Linked DNA regions of Triticum aestivum: region 2 is linked to region 1. A link is a contact called in public Hi-C data. All regions are on one chromosome and are shown on one strand. Each heading gives the region's core, a stretch centred on a gene start, on an enhancer-like site or on the middle of the called end of the contact. The rest is flanking DNA. Distances are from core to core; before and after follow the strand shown. Region 1 holds the start of LOC123132006 (protein SENSITIVE TO UV 2). Region 2 holds the start of LOC123132008 (polyubiquitin).

Region 1 (5,496 bases), core at 1,833-4,332:
GGTCCTAGCTAATGGAATTGCTCATCTGGTGGTCGCTGTTGACTTGTTGGTTTAGGTGTTTTTCTAGTGCCTGTAAGAATTGTGCAATTGATACTCCACCAATACTTTTTTGATAATGGCAAGGGCCAAAAGGGATAATTAACTCAGGATGAGTTTACCCGTTTTTGTTTTTTGGTATTCAATGTTAGTTTAAAAAAAATGCTGAGCGTTGATTGTTTTTATGCAATTATGGTCTATTTAACTCAAAAGCACAATTTACTATTCAGTATGTTGTTGTCCTTCAGTACGTTGTCGTCCTATTTCTCTTTTAAGAGTCACTTCGGGACGTGAATCCTGTTAGTCTGATTAGATCTGGTATGACCATTTAGCCTACTCTATCATCGGATTTGACTCTGGGATTATGTGATGTGTAATGTGTTATGCGGAATTAGACCTTTTGGTTCTGATTTTGGTAGTGTTTAGTCTGGGAGCGCCCCTTGTTTGATCCTTGAGCAGTTACTGGTGATGTGCTACAGCAATCCCAGGATAGAGATGCACCTTACAGTGCCTAGTGCAAATAGAGCTGTTCCCCTGTTCTTTGTTAAAAATGTTTTTTTGCTGTGAATACGATATTACCGTTTTGTTATGCATAATTTATGTGATCGTCTATGGTATTGGATAGCGGATATGAGTTAGCCTGGAGAGTGCACTCTTCTTGCACTAGAGTGTACACAAATGCATAATGTACAGAATTTCCCAAATCCATCACTGAGTGGTGCCTAGACACTTCTTCAAAGTTTGATGTGGACTTGGAAATCTGGCTGCTGCTACGATTACTGATGGTTGATATAACTACTACACATATGAGTTTGGATATGCATCATATGTCATTCAAGTGATCATGTCCATTTTAAGCATAAAGGCCACACATGTGGTTTAATAATTTGTTATCTGCCCAGGTCTGACATTGGATCAAGGGCCACAGTTATTCTAATATACCTTATTCTGCAAGTTACATAAAATATTTGTGGTATTGAACGCCAGGAATTTGAAGATAGCATTCAGGGATTACTGATCACCAAATCTGTTGTAGGACACTAGACTAGCTTTGTGTGCGTGCATGTGTGAGTGCTTGCTCTGTGGGTTGGTTCATGGGTGGGTCGGAAGATCTTAAAAAGAGTGTATGTGGAGTATTCTGTATGTTGTACAAGCCCATGGTTTTTCTGTACACTGTAGCTACCAAATTTGGTGTTATTTGCCTACTCTTGATGAACAAATGACAAAACACATCACTGTTTCCTCTAGTGATGCAATACAGGATGTCAGTTGTTACCCATCAATTGTTCTTTTTTTTTTTGGATGATTGTGCTATCAACACATTAAAATGTTTCTTTTGTATCATGGCTAAAATGTGAAATTCCTGTGATTGTTGTAAACTGCCTGAGATTTTGCTGTTTCCATTGTGTTGTTTGAATACAAATTTATTCATGCCATATCTTCATCCAACCAGGGCTTCCGGTGGTATACAAGGAGGTTAAGGATTGACGAAGATGGCGACGTCGCCGACGAGTTCTTGGACGAGGTCCTCCCCGAAAGCTCGAACAACAACGACGCGAGCCCAGCTGGAAGGTTCCAGGTGAAATACAACACGAGACCAACCGCTCTAGCGATGAGGAAGCAAACGATCGCCGTCGACGGCGACATCCGCCATTGCGTGGAGCACCAAGGGCAGCTCCAGTGGGTGTGAAGGTGTAAACGCAAGCCTGGGTTGTAGTGTGCCTTCGGCTGCCGCCTCGAGAACTGTCATCCACTCCCCCTCCGGCCCAAGGAGCAAAGGAGCTTTACCTTGTGCCCCTCACCGTCTGGAGCCTCCGAGGAGTGGATCTGGTTTGCACCATTCTCAGTTGAGTGTGTTGGGATCAGGCCTGGTTTCATGGCTGATCAGATCCCTTGTACCACTATTAGTAGCTGTACATTGTTGAGCAGTGAGAGGAAAGCAGACAAAGCTGAATTATTAAAGGGGGGGACGTGTACTTTCAAAATAGAGCAACCAACTAAACCCTTGAACTGAAGGGCTGATGACTTTGTGCGAGATCCCTTTTCTTGCCTGCTGTTCTCGGTCTATTTATTTTTTTGCCATCTAGGATCCGTAATGGTGGATTATGAATTTATGATGATTTTGTTTACGTGATCAACTTTGTGTGATAATCGTATTTACAACATAGACTGCCACTACCTACGACCACAAAGCTTTCTTTTGTCGCACTGTTATTTGATTTCACTGATGGGACTGTAATGTGATGTTGATTTGAATTTTATACATCCCTGAGCTTGAAGCATTGTTTGTTTTGATTGTACAGTAGAAACAGCAAAAGAAGGGTCTTTCCAATGAGTTTTAGTCAACAAAAAAAATCCTATCAAATATAATCCTAGACCTTAAACCCTGATTCATCGACACCCCTGCATTGCTTTCATGCATTCGTCGTCGCCAGTGCGATGATCCTCAAGAATAAAGGGGTGTGATGAATGCGACCTTAAGCAGCAATGATTTTGCGAATTCCTCTATTTAAGGTCCAACAAACCATGACACCGCAATCATACATCCTTTTTGCTTTGCTTTATTCCACACTCTTAGGACCCTCACTCATTCAGCAAGTTGCTCTTATAAAAATCTAAATTTATCTCCATCCCTTCACAGTGGAAAAACTCATGTGAAATATAATCCTCCTAAACCTTAAACCCTGATTTCTTGACAACCCGACCAGGACATAACTTTCATATATCCACTGCCGTCTGCCGCCGGGGCGATAATTTCGCAAAATCCCACGTGCTTTGATTATAAGATTCGACAATCCGTGACACCGCAGTCATACTTCCTTTTTTTTTTCTTCGGTTTCCACTCTTATAACCCTCACCCATTCCCCAAGTTGCTTTAAAAAAATAGTTTTATCTCCATCCTTTTGCATTATTAAGGATTCATAATTGATATGACATGGCCAAAGAAATGATTAATTACTCCTAGTTGAGAGAAAGAGAGTGAGGGAGAGGATATGGGCAGGCCAGCATGGCGCCGGCGACGGTTGTTGCCGCCGCAGCATCCATCCAAGTGGGCCACTCCACTCCCGGCCTATCCATCCATCTACCCAGCCAGTTGCTGCTCTTGCTCACGCCATATCCGCCCGTGGACCCGGCCCACCAATCACCGCCCGCCTGGACCGCGGGCCCCGCGCGCCAGCGGCCCGTCCCCGCGTCCTCCTGCCCGCCGTCCGCCGTGAACCCGGTCCACGCAGTCGCCCCCCGCGGAGCTTCCATCTCTTCTTCCTCGATCCCTCCCTCCCTCCCTCCCAATCCCTCCTCCACCCCCCACCCCTCCCTCCCCCGCCGCCGCGCATTTGCTGGTCTCGGCGAGGGCCGCTCCTCTGCTCGTGTGGGTGGCCGTGCCCTCGCCGGCGTCGCGTCGCGCCGGCCCTCGAATCTCCGGCGAGCCGCTCGCGCCCCAAGCCCGAGCCCGGTGAGGCCTGCTGGTAAATTTTGAAACACTCGGAAGGGTTACGTGGCGCATCACTCGCATTGGACGAGGGACCCGCGGATTTCTGATCTCTGGGGGGTTTGGAACCGTGCGCCGGATGGACGTGGCTCCGGCTCTGCGTCCGAATCGGCTAGGGTTAGTTAGATAGGGTTCGGCGGTTCGTCAGAATTTTTAGCTGGTGTGGATCCTTGAGGTGTTGCGTAATGCGCCTTGGAGTTCTCTCTTGAGTTTCAGTGTGATTTCCTTGTTATCGCTCTAGCTTACTGCTCGATTGGCCAGTGGAATCTTGCCCTGCCTGCGAAATTCTCGAACCTTTCGCTCCTATCACGATAAAACTTGCTCTTTACTTGCTGCTACAATGTATGATTTCCTTTCTGTTGCAGCTCTAGGTCTTCCTGCCACCCAGAGTTGTCGGTGTACTGGTTTTGATATGGAGTGATTGGTGGAGCTGGTCGTCCGGAAGCTCTGCTGGTTAATCCGATGGGGAGCAACGATCCTAGCACGCCGCCTAAGGCTTCGAAGCCACCAGAACAGGTGCCTGATTGCGCCGCATCTTCATCTTTTCGAATGAATGGATTGTCTTGTGGTGCTTAGTTTGGTCTGACCATTTGCTCGAAAAGATAAATTGATTGTTTTTTTTTTCGTGCTCCTTCCCGTGTTTCTGTGTATATAGTTTGGATGTGTCTCAAGCACCTAATGGTACTTAGAATGATGATTATTAAGACGACAGTAACTTTGTTTTACACCCAAATTAGAGGACACTTTGTGTAAGTATTGTATATTAAAAAATTATAGCAGAAGAAGTGCACATTTCTTTACTACTCAGATTATCATGGTTTGGCTGGCTCAAGAACGTTGATGCCTTGCAAATCTTGTTTTTGTAATTGAAGTGCATAGATCTGTTCAGCAGTGGCACTGATAGACCTCTTACCTTTTTAGTAACTACCAAGGAACCCAATCTGGGGCACCAGTCACGCAATACCCCAACCTTTACCACACAAATTCTCTCTTTCATGGAACTAACCACAAAAACTGACAGGCATGGCCCACATGGCAAGGAGATAGGTGATTAATGGAGCTAAGGTTAGGGTTATAAAAGAATTGGGGTTTTCCAAGGGAATAAAATGGAATTGATGCTGCAAATGGTACTGTTTAGTTTGATTAGTTCATTCTGGCAGGAATTTTGCGGCGGGTTTTGCGTTTAATGGCCTGTACGGGAGCGCCAAAAATTCTAGTTACGTGATAAAATTTTGACTTATAGAGCTCTAACAAAATAGAGGTGTTTGTTAAAACTCGATCCCACAGCTTGTCAGTCTAATCGCCATTATTTTGAACCAACATTTAACAGCATGGACTGCATTACCGAAAGATATTTTGGGTACTTCAGTTCTAGTTACCTACGCTAGTTTCCTTATGCTGACGGAAGGAAATACCTTGCTGGATCAAAATACAAATTCCCTGTTTCTGTTGTCATAAACATTCTCTTTTTACTAATCCCATTTTGGTTTCTTACTTTCCTATTCTCAGGAGCAACCTCCAGCTACTACCTCTGGCACTACAGCTCCAGTTTACCCTGAATGGCCCGGCTTTCAGGTTATTCTATGATTTTTTTACCAATGAGATGGATGTGCTTTTATTTTACTGAATTAATTATGTTATTTAGTGTTGTCATTGACTTTATTATCTTGTAAATCTTGGCAGGGCTACCCAGCGATGCCACCACATGGGTTTTTCCCCCCTCCTGTTGCTGCAGGCCAGGCTCATCCATACATGTGGGGAGCTCAGGTGCCCTCTATAGGAAACTTTGTCCCTTTTCCTCATAAATCCCTGTTCAGCTTAGAGCAAGACCGGCAAAGTATGAATTTGTGCTGTTTGAAATCTGATCCTACCTCAGTTGATGTCTGCCTCAGCTTGAATATGGGATCTTTCCTGCTTTGTTGATGGACCATTTATAGTTCTTATTACATGTGTTTCTCTTCTCGATATTA
Region 2 (5,496 bases), core at 2,016-4,515, 150 kb before region 1:
GATGAACTTTAAGTTTATGATTAGATCTATGTTTTTATCCATGAAAGTTATTTGAGTCTTTTGATCTCTTATATTCATGATTACTTATAGCCTCGTATTTCTTCTTTGAATCTTTGATTTAGTTAGGCCGACTAGATCAATTTTTCTTGCCATGGGAATATGTGCTTTGTGATGGGTTCGATCTTATGGTGCTAAATCCCAGTGACAGAAAGGGAAATGACACGTATGTATCGTTGCTATTAAGGATAACAATATGGGGTCTATTCCTACATGAATAGATCTTGTCTACATCATGCCATCTTTTTATTGCATTACTCCGTTTCTCCATGAACTTAATACACTAGATGCATGCTGGATAGCGGTCGATGTGTGGAGTAATAGTAGTAGATGCAGGCAAGAGTCGGTCTACTAATCTTGGACGTGATGCCTATATAATGATCATTGCCTGGATATCGTCATGATTATTTAAAGTTCTATCAAACTTAAGGTTTATATATACCTGACTCATTACCTTCGCCGAGTTCCCAATCTTCAGAGTTGCGTTTAATTCTTTCCAATAACTCCCGTTTGAATTCAATAGTCTTCTTCATAAAAGAACCAGTGCAAGAGGTATTGAGCATGGATCGATCATTACGAGAAAGTCGAGCATAAAAATTCCGAATAATAATTTCTCTTGAGAGCTCATGGTTGGGGCATGAATATAACATTGACTTAATCCTCCCCCAAGCTTAAGCGATACTTTCTCCTTCACGAGTCCAAAAATTATATGTATATATAATTCCGATCACAATGAACCAGATGCATAGTATAAAACTTCCGATGAAATTCCAATTTCAATCGGTTGAAGTTCCAAGATCCAATATGATCACATAGCATATACCAAGTCAATGCCTTTCCCTTCAAAGATAAAGGGAAGACCTTCTTCTTGACAGCATCCTCGGGCAAACCTGCAAGCTTAAATAATCCACAAACTCCACCTAAATAGATTAGATGCATATCAGGATGTAATGTTCCATCTCCTGCATAGGGATTAGCCAGCAGTTTCTCTATCATACCCGGAGGAATTTTATAATAAATATTTTCGGTAGGCACAGTAGGTTGAGGAGCAACTCTTTGTTCTTCCGGTCGGGGTGAAGATACCCCGAACAAACCCCTCAAAGGATTATTTTCCATAGCGACAAGTGACAGTAAATTTCAGCACGTAATATAAAATGTTTCCTTACCAAATTCCACTCATCAAAGGTGCTTCACTCCCCGGCAATGGCGCCAGAAAAGAGTCTTGATGACCCACAATTATAGGGGATCTATTGTAGTCCTTTCGATAAGTAAGAGTGTCGAACCCAACGAGGAGCAGAAGGAAATGACAAGCAACCCACAAGTACCAATCTGAGGTTCTAAGACAAAGATCAGATATGAGAGATGAACTAGGGTTTGAGAGGAGATGGTGCTGGTGAAGATGTTGATGGAGATTGACCCCCTCTCGATGAGAGGATCGTTGGTGATGACGATGACTTCGATTTTCCCCTCCCGGAGGGAAGTTTTCCCGGCAGAACAGCTCCGCTGGAGCCCTAGATTGGTTCTGCCCAGGTTTCGCCTCGAGACAGCGGCGCTTTGTCCCGAAAGCTTCCTCTTGATTTTTTCCAGATCAAAACACATCATATAGCAGAAGATGAGGACCGGAGGCCTGCTAGGGGGCCCACAAGGCAAGGGACGCACCTAGGGGGTAGGGCGCGCCCCCACCCTTGTGGCTTCCTGGTGGGGTCCCTCTGGTACTTTCTTCACCCAATGTTTTTTATATATTACAAAATAATTCTCCGTAAATTTTTAGGACTTTTGGAGTTGTGCAGAATAGGTCTCTCGGATTTGTTCATTTTCCAGTCCAGAATTCCAGCTGCCGGCATTCTCCCTCTTCATATAAACCTTGTGAAATAAGAGAGAAAAGGTATAAATATTATGCTATAATGTATAATAACAACCCATAATGCAATAAATATCAATATAAAAGCATGATGCAAAATGAATGTACCATGCGCCACCGCCGTGGGATGTCACCGAAGCCTAATGAGGATGAGCGGCTCCTTGCTTGGGTCTACCGCCGGTCGCTCACAATGGCGGAGACGAACACTCGTCACCTATGGCGGAAGGACACAAAATTGCTTTGGCTTGCCACAGAGGAGTCGGAGCGTGAGGCGAAGGAGGCGGCTCGGCTCGCCAAGTTGAAGCGGCAGCGGGACCAGGTCGTCCTCCAGATGAAGGGGTTGAGCATCCTCTTCGATTCCGACGACGGCGACGATTACAACTCCACCTCCTCCTCCAACGACTAAGATCCTCCACAGCCGCGGACACCTACAACTATGCCGGCGACCGGAAGGGGAAAGGCCCGACGAGGAAGTGATGAAGACGCTCCTGCTCCTATGTTTATTGTCGTTTTTTAGCTGTTGAAGTTAAGAACTTGTCTGACGATGAACTCCGATGTTTTTAGATGATGTATAGTTCATTTATGTGCATTTAGTTGTCTGTTTGATGCCGATTTCGTTGTGCGTTGTCTGATCACGTAGAGTAACTCTTACGTTACATGTGTAGTATGTATATAGGGTGCGAGATATGAGATATGCGGGTGTGGAAAGAAAAAAAATTTAAGGCATGACCGGTCCGTGCTGACGAACGCGTCCGGGTGTTTGAGGGGTTGGAATGCTGTCCGCGGCTGTAGATGATGTATACCGTGAAACAGGCTATCGTTTTGCTTGATAGGTAAAAAACAATAATGTTACACGTACAGGATTATATACAGGCTTTTACAGGTTGACTTGAAAACAATGTGACGTAGAAGTTTGTGATTGAATTTTAGTTGCCAAAGCAGGCCCCACCCCCTAAGAATCAGGGGGTAGTGTTTAGTTTGTTGGAAAGGTCCCCGTAAGGGCCGGTAGGTGCCTGTACGTTTAGCATCTATATCTATACCAATATAAAAAGACCCAAACGGGCAGATCTAATTAATCTCGGCCATCAAATCATGTGAATCCAACGACCTAAACTGCTTCAATGTCGAGTGTTCAACACGTTTAGCGTGCAGTTAATTTCATGCCAAAAATAGTGCTAATTACATAGTAACACGCAAAAAATATCCTATTTAATATCCGCATGCACTTAATATATTTTCAAATTAACATGCAATGCACGTACCCATTGACTAGTTTTTGAAAAATAAAAACAAAGCGAGAAAATATATAGCAGAGGGAAAAAAAATCTTATCGGCTGGTTGTTCCCACGCCACACGTCACCGGTGCCGCAGCCTTGCGGGACTCTTCCTCCCTTCCCGTCTGACCCGGCGTCCCCTCCCCGACTACAAAATCCCCGCCCCCCTCTCCTCTCCCGTCCACCAAACAAATCCAATCCCCTCTCCGCGATCTCACCGAGAAAATCCTCGACCGATCGGAAGACAAGCGCCCCTCACGCTCCTTCAAGGTACGCGAGTTTCCGATCCCTCCGCCTTTCGATTCCGCTCGCTCTATGTTCTAGTATTGGGTAGATCTGCGGGCTGGAGACCTATTATCTGTTGATCGATTTCTGTTGATTCGATCATGCGTCGAATCATCGAGTAGATCCGCCGGTTGTTGTTGATTCGGTCCGTCTAGATGTGTGTAGCTGCGGTTGATTCCGCTCGTTTGTTGCCAAGTTTGCGTGTCGTGTTCTTGTAGAACTAAGGTGATTCTGCTCGTCTGTTATTAAATCCCCACCGCGATTATGTATGGATTATCCAGTAGATCTGCCGACCGTCGTTGGTTCGGTCCATCTAGGCTTGTGTAGCCGGTTGGTTCCGTACGATTGTTGCCAAGTTTATGCTGGGTTCTTGTAGGTTGTTGGTTCTGGATTTGTTTACCAGCTTATTCATTGTTCAGCCTCGTAGTTGCCTGTCGGTTCTACTCTGAAATTCGTGATATTGTTATTGTTGATTCTTCTACACTTTTCTAGATTGTTGTGCCCAACTTGAGCATAGATCTGCTAGAATTTAGATTAATCGTCCTTCTCACCAGGCTAAGAAAGATTGTATTGATATATCGGATTTTTGCTAGTGTAGTCTGTTTGTTCAACTTTATATTGAGATGTTTGTTGATTTGTAGCTAGGATTTCATCTCTCTCTGTACTTTTTTGTTAATGTCCTCATGTTTCCTTTTAACTGCTCCTTACTCTGGGTTTATTTTACTTTGTATTTACAGATGCAGATCTTCGTGAAGACCCTCACCGGCAAGACCATCACCCTTGAGGTCGAGTCGTCTGACACGATCGACAATGTGAAGGCCAAGATCCAGGACAAGGAGGGAATCCCCCCGGACCAGCAGCGCCTCATCTTTGCCGGCAAGCAGCTCGAGGATGGCCGCACCCTGGCTGACTACAACATCCAGAAGGAGTCCACCCTCCACCTGGTGCTCCGCCTCCGTGGAGGCATGCAGATCTTTGTCAAGACCCTCACTGGCAAGACCATCACGCTGGAGGTGGAGTCCTCGGACACCATCGACAATGTGAAGGCCAAGATCCAGGACAAGGAGGGCATCCCCCCGGACCAGCAGCGCCTCATCTTTGCCGGCAAGCAGCTGGAGGATGGCCGCACCCTGGCTGACTATAACATCCAGAAAGAGTCTACCCTCCACCTGGTGCTCAGGCTCCGTGGAGGCATGCAGATTTTCGTCAAGACCCTCACCGGCAAGACCATCACCTTGGAGGTGGAGTCCTCGGACACCATCGACAATGTGAAGGCAAAGATCCAGGATAAGGAGGGCATCCCTCCGGACCAGCAGCGCCTCATCTTCGCCGGCAAGCAGCTCGAGGATGGCCGCACCCTGGCAGACTATAACATCCAGAAGGAGTCCACCCTCCACCTGGTGCTCAGGCTTCGTGGAGGCATGCAGATTTTCGTCAAGACGCTCACCGGCAAGACCATCACCCTGGAGGTGGAGTCCTCGGACACCATTGACAATGTGAAGGCGAAGATCCAGGACAAGGAGGGCATTCCCCCGGACCAGCAGCGTCTGATCTTTGCCGGCAAGCAGCTTGAGGATGGCCGCACCCTGGCAGACTACAACATCCAGAAGGAGTCTACCCTTCACCTGGTGCTCCGCCTGCGTGGTGGCCAGTAAGTGCCTGCTCATGGCGCTGCTTCTGTCTCGTCGGTGTACTCAATGGTGTTTTCAGTTTCTGTTTTGGTCGTCTTTCTATCTCTGTTATGTTTGGTTGTGCTTACATACTTAATGATGTGAGTGGCTTTGGAGGTTGGATGATTAATAAGTGAACCCTTAATATCGTGTGTAATTGTGTTGTTCCTGCCATACTTGTGTTGCTATTTGTCGGCAGATTCTTGCATTGAACTGGTCATGAAGTATTGAGGAAATTCTTGAAATGTGGTCTTCTCAAGGATCTTCTCATGCTCTCTCAAATGTGGCCTTCTCATGGATCTTCTCTTCTGATCCTGTGCATCGGTTTGTAGTTCCTCTGTCGATTTAC

What was found. A called contact is a pair of places that touch in the nucleus more often than the background predicts.
Region 2: a contact with region 1 is called in a Hi-C map of leaf, with 7 times the contacts expected there. The contact joins the promoter of LOC123132008 here to the promoter of LOC123132006 in region 1. A contact is called at or near these places in 2 of 5 Hi-C or Micro-C datasets (both in leaf).

The regions. Positions count from the first base shown.
Region 1 is chr6A:58,619,624-58,625,119 of IWGSC CS RefSeq v2.1, reverse strand. It overlaps LOC123132006 (protein SENSITIVE TO UV 2), which reads left to right and starts at 3,082. Exons shown (of 26, transcript XM_044551752.1): 1 at 3,082-3,503; 2 at 3,892-4,042; 3 at 5,036-5,101; 4 at 5,210-5,293. The coding sequence starts at 3,989. It overlaps LOC123132007, which reads left to right. Exons shown (of 2, transcript XM_044551754.1): 2 at 1,490-2,174. The coding sequence ends at 1,726.
Region 2 is chr6A:58,767,693-58,773,188 of IWGSC CS RefSeq v2.1, reverse strand. LOC123132008 (polyubiquitin) reads left to right here and starts at 3,265. Exons shown (of 2, transcript XM_044551755.1): 1 at 3,265-3,462; 2 at 4,215-5,392. The coding sequence starts at 4,215. The coding sequence ends at 5,132.